Linked DNA regions of Mus musculus: region 2 is linked to region 1. The links are chromatin contacts, called in public Hi-C maps. All regions are on one chromosome and are shown on one strand. The core of a region is the stretch at or near the end of the contact, and the rest is flanking DNA. Distances in the headings are between cores, read along the strand shown.

Evidence for each region. A called contact is a pair of places that touch in the nucleus more often than the background predicts.
Region 2: a contact with region 1 is called in a Hi-C map of embryonic fibroblasts, with 2.9 times the contacts expected there. The contact joins two enhancer-like sites. A contact is called at or near these places in 7 of 39 promoter capture datasets (the 3T3-L1 cell line, cranial neural crest, embryonic stem cells and 3 more), 3 of 484 Hi-C or Micro-C datasets (Th1 cells, embryonic fibroblasts and uterus), 2 of 115 datasets of contacts at active chromatin or transcription factors (the 230-238 cell line and large pre-B cells) and 3 of 9 other capture datasets (adipose tissue, liver and pancreatic islet).

What each region holds. Positions count from the first base shown.
Region 1 is chr9:13,453,454-13,456,214 of GRCm38.p6, reverse strand. The region is part of intron 1 of Maml2 (mastermind like transcriptional coactivator 2); the gene reads right to left. Among named protein-coding and RNA genes, the nearest start is that of Phxr4, 23 kb to the right of the region's middle. Within about 2 kb of position 1,319, at least 61 of the 459 cell types and tissues checked have an H3K27ac peak or open chromatin away from gene starts, as enhancers often do. A contact at or near this core is called in adipose tissue and embryonic fibroblasts, where this site is marked.
Region 2 is chr9:13,632,309-13,635,069 of GRCm38.p6, reverse strand. All of the region lies in intron 2 of Maml2 (mastermind like transcriptional coactivator 2), which reads right to left. Among named protein-coding and RNA genes, the nearest start is that of Gm51666, 23 kb to the right of the region's middle. Within about 2 kb of position 1,424, at least 49 of the 459 cell types and tissues checked have an H3K27ac peak or open chromatin away from gene starts, as enhancers often do. A contact at or near this core is called in adipose tissue and embryonic fibroblasts, where this site is marked.

The DNA.
Region 1 (2,761 bases), core at 70-2,569:
TTGGTTCTAGAATATTCCAAGAACTCTGTCTCAAAGCTTTACACTCTGCTCAGCCTGCTGGGTTATCTTTCTCTCCTTTTTGTTGGCCACCCTTCCTTACCTCCCTCAAGTTCAAGATCAAATATTCCTTCTCAGTGGGCTCTAAAGGCCCTCCTCTTTCACAAAGACCCTTCCCTAACTGACTAGCTGGCTCTTCTTCCTGGATGACATTCTGTGATCTTTATTTTTATTTTTTGTTTTTCTCACAAGACTCAAGTGACACAAGAATAGAGATTTTTGTTTGATAGATATACATGTGTCTAAATCAAGAATGGTGTTCTAAGCCTGTAATGTCAGAGCTTTGGAGGCAGAGGAGAGAAGGCTGTGAGTCAAACCAGTCTAGGCTATTCAGGAAGAATCAATCTCAAATGTAAGCAGAAAAACAAATGAATTAAAAAATGTGTCCATTTCGTATGTCCATTTCACAGTGTCTGAGTGCCCTGTATCTCAGAAACTTTGCATTACATACCATGGTTTTTAGTCACACCTATGACTCTAGACATAGGTGTAAGACAGACAGGGAGAAAGCTATGTTCAACTGGGGACCTTGTCTAGACACTTTCAGAGGCAGATTGATGCCTCTGAAAGTGTTCAATTCTGTTTGACTTGTATTATTAAACCCATTGGCTGGCACAGCTGGACATAATATTCTTGTCATTTTGCAAGATCTGGCCTTACCCTGGTCAGAATTTTCACACAGCTTTCAAATTTTATTTGGTCAACTGCCAGAACCTTAAAATTTTAAGAAAGTGTGCCAGATTATGATCTGAAAAACCAAACAACAACAGTCAGCGTTTAAACATCTTCCAAGGAAAATGTCAGCATCAGGCCTCAGAGTCAGAGACCATGGACTTGACCATGAGAGTTTGCAAAAGCTAGAAACACAAGGAGGCTCTGGAAATCAGCAAACACCAGCATTTGTCCTTAAAATGATTTCACACACACACACACACACACACACACACACACACACACACACACACACACACACACACACCAGTGCGCGGGCCCCATGCCTTTTGGGGACCTGGAATGCAGCGCTGCAGGTTTGCTCCAAAACAGACTTTTACTTAACAGTACTCTGACCCTCGGACTTCTCAAAGCCGCACAGGGAAGCTGTTTAAACCTTCAGCTCGGATGCCTGTCTTTGCACTGTAATCAGGGACTAAAGTGAAGTCAGGACAGCCCTCTACCTTTCTGTTTTTCCACAGTTTGCTCTCACCCCTGGAGATGGTTGCACGTGCAAATGTTAGCACACATCTGCCCAGCATTCCGTTGCAGTGAGACCATTTCTATTTTGCTCTTTGGTTCAGCAAATACTTCTTCCGTCCCTTACTGTGGGATACATGGCTCGGGTTTATTTGTTATTTCTTTTCCTTGACTCCCTCAATGAAGAAACTTTCTGTGGAAAGCTGATCACATGAACAGCTGTTGCTATGGAAACAAGGGGACAGTCACAATGGGAAGGGGCATCCCATGCACAGAGAAAGTGTGGTATTCTTAGCCCAGCAATAAAACAGTTGGACCTGAGTCTAAAAATCAGCACAAGCTGTCTTTCTTTTGTGGCCTTGAATCTCCCCACTTATTGGTATCCCACTGTCAAATGTTTGGGAAGAATACCATATTTATTTTTGAAAATATAACTAAATAGTTAAATTATATTAAGAGAGACCATATTTCTTGAACTCTATCCCTAGCCCCAAACAGTGATTTCATTTAAATGAGATCAATTTTCTTTCACTTGTTCAAAGAAATGGCTAAGTTTAGTGAGAGCTTCTTTCCATTCTTTCTTTCCCTTGCTTCCTTTCATTTTGTTTTTCCTTTCTCTTGAAGGGTTTTCCATATGACTAATAGAAAACAGTGAAGTAAATTCTGGAGTGAGGCTAGCCTGGAAGCCAGTTTATGCCCTGTACAAACTAGGTAACAAGGCAAATGACTGCTGTGAGACTCTTTCTCTTGCAGAGTGTGGGTGACCTCATGAGTCTGACATAAGCTAACTTTCAGGACATTTGTTACGTAGCAATGGCACAGAGTTCATATCAAATCTGTGACAAGAGGAAGACACTTGCTTTTCTGTTTGTTTTGTTTTGTTTTGTTTTTGTTTTTTGGTTGTTTTTTTTTTGTCACACTATGGAGGTTAAAATATTTCATCTAAGCAGGGCTGGGGCCATATGCTTTTAACCCCAGCACACAGGAGCTTGAGACAGAAAAATCCAGTGTCATGCTCAGCTCCAGGAATACCAAGCCACCCTGAGCTATATGAGACCTCGTGTGTTATTTTTGTCTACTAAATTTTTTTGAAATGTTGTCAGAGTCAAGTCCTCAGGTTTTCATTTTTACCAGGTATAATTTGGTTTCATTGTAGGATAGAATCATCTTACCTTCCTACTCTTTTTCTTTGATTCAGAATTTCTTGGTATTTTTATTTATTTCTCTCTCTCCTCCCCCTCTCTTCCTCTCTCTCTTCTCCCTCCCTACCACCCCCTTTCTCTCTCCTATCCACCCCAATCTCTCCATGGTTCCTCTGTGTAATAGCCCTGGCTGTCCTGGAACTCACTCTGTAGACCAGGCTGGCCATGAATTCAGAGATCTGCCTGCTTCTACTTTCTGAGTGCCGGGGTTAAATGTATTCACCACCATTGCCTGGCTTTAGTTCTCTTTTAAAATATTTTCATTTTGTTTTCCTATTTTTTTTTCCTTACAGATGCACATTGCCATGTCT
Region 2 (2,761 bases), core at 175-2,674, 180 kb before region 1:
CTGAGGTGAAACCTTGGTCTAGTGGTATTGATACTGTGTTAGTTGTTAGTTAGTATTGGTACTGACATTAGTAGCAAGCGTCAGACATTAGGAACTAGGATTCTATTTCCCCTCTGCAGGAATCAGACATGCAGCTGACGTGGTCAGCTCCATTTTGTCGCTGAAGTGCCTTCTCTTTGTTGTCCTTTAAGGAATGCGCTTACAGGTGTTGCACAGCTCAGCAAACTATAGACTGCCTTGTCATTACCCACACGTCTCCTGCACAGACAAGGCAGGAGCTCTGTCTTGTTCATTTTCGTTCCCTCTAAGATTAGACACAAAGCCTCAGTGCTCCATCAATTATTGAACACATACTTAAGTGCCTACAAAGTGCTGGGGAATGTGTTGGGGACTAGAGGGTAAAGATCATTCTGGAAGGGATAATGTAATGAGTGAGAAGAGCTGAGCCAGGGGAAGTCGGTTGGGGTAGATCTGTCTGACTGGCTTCCTGAGAGAAGTGACGTTTACGGGGAAACCTGATAGAAGAGTAGGGCTTTCCCTTGGTTCTCTCTTTTCTTCTTCTATTACTGTAAATGTAATGAGGTTTGTGACTAAGAACAGAATGATCAAAATATCTGCCTTAATGGCCAAGGTGAAAAATGTTTCTACTCTGATTAACTGGTATTAGAGATGGGGTACCTCCCATGGTGGTCACATGTTAGTTCTTCTGCGCTGATGAGAATGGTCAGTTTGGCTTGTGGGACCCTGTCTATCTTTAGAATTTCTGTGTTGATACTTTTTCTTGCCGAGCATACTGTGATGCTAAATGGAAAGTGCTCTACACGTCTTTGAGATACTCCCTGGGCTGAGCCTTGGAGATGATGGTCAGAGTAAAACACATGGGTGCGCACTATGCACACCTCATGAAGCATGAAAAGAAGCACTAGTCACCACAGGCATACTGGTATCGTCCTTACTTGATTAGGCTATTTTCTGCCTATAAAATTGTATATTGATTCCATACAAGCAATGGTAGGGGGCTGATTTCAACTGGTGTGTGTGTGTGTGTGTGTGTATGTGTATGTGTAGGAGTGTGTGTGTGTGTGTGTGTGTGTGTATGAGTGTGTGTACGTGTGCATGTGAAGGTATCATTCAGCTCACCAGGTTTTATGTCTTGTCTCTTACGCGTACCCACACTCACACTCACACATGGAGGGAGGGAAAGAGGAGAAGGGAGAGAGAGAGAGAGAAAGAGAGAGAGAGAGAGAGAGAGAGAGAGAGAGAGAGAGAGAGAGAGAGAGAGAGAGAGAGAGCATAAGCTGAGTCCAGGTCTTTGGAGATTCCTGCTTTAGCTTCTCACAGCCACTTCCTGTACTTGAGATGGGCTGTAGTCCCTGAGGGAAACCTCTGGTATCTGAATTTGGCACAGAGTTGCATTCCCATGGAATTCAGGGCAGCCTTCACACCCCAAAGAACAGCCTGGCAAAGTTCTCACGTACTTGAGATGTGCCATAGAGAGGTCTGCAGTCATCTGCAACTAGAGGCTGCAGATTGAGGGCCACACCAATGTTCACAGCCTCACTCACTGCTCAGCTGCATAAGGAACTCCTGGCAGCACTTACATATCAACACTGTCCCACTGGGGCCTGGCCTTTGGGCCATGGAATCTGTGTTGAGTTCCATTTAGATGAGGCCCTCATTCAAACATTCAGAAAAAAATGTGGCAGAATTTAACAAGAGCAAAACTGGATCCTTCTATTCTCTTTAACTCAAAAACATTGAATGTAACATAAAGAGGAAAGAAATGGAGCCCTTGTGGCAACTGCTGACTTGATCTGTATCTAAAACCAGTGACAGAAAAGCGGTTAGGGTTAAAATCGCCGTATAAAGCATCCGTAAGCAGGACAATGCTGATCAGAAATGTACTTTTTGGTCCAATTTTCCTTTCATTTCCCCACTGGGATTCCTCTTTCCTGCTTTTTACTCTGCCTTTCTGCTCCCCTGCCTTTGCTCTGCTGTTACATATGCAGGGCTCCAGTCGCACCATACACATAGGCAAAACCTCCCCAGGGCCATCTCGACTGTGAGATAACTGCTACTCTCTCAGAAGTGAGTGGTTTGACTGACTGCATTCAGGGATCTGAGTGCAGTTGAGTGCAGCCCAAGGTGCTGCTGGGCCAGGTGGCTGGTCTCTACAACCTTTAGTGACTGTTCTTTTAATAGACTATGGAAATAGAGGGGAGGGCTCCACACTCCTTAATCTAAACAAATACAGCAAGTAAGAGCAGTCTCCAACACTAGGCTTGCTCCCTCATCCGTAGGGTGATGGTGGTGCCAAGTTGAGGATGGTGTCCCTGCCCTGTGGTTTCTACAGTGTTCTGTGCACATCTGGAGCTCACATTTCCCCTATTCTAGAAGTCTCCATTGCTCCAAAGAAATTGTGTTCTTATCTGCACCAAGGAGCTTGGATCAATCAATGTACACCGAAGAAAATCTTTGAACACTGACTATTCTAGAAAGCACAGTTAACACTCTAAAAGTGTCATGTTCCTGTGAATTAATGGGATTTGTGGAGGGCTAGTCTGAGAACCCAGGAGACTTTAAATGGTTTCTATAGTAAAAGAATGTTTGAACTATGCCAGAGAATTTAGTTAAGAATAAGTCTTTAATCCCAGCAGAGCCAGGTGGATCTGAGTTCTAGGCCACTCTGGTCTGCAGAATGAGTTCAAGGACAGCCAGGATACAGGGAGAAACCCTGTCTCAAAACCCCTCAAAGAAACAA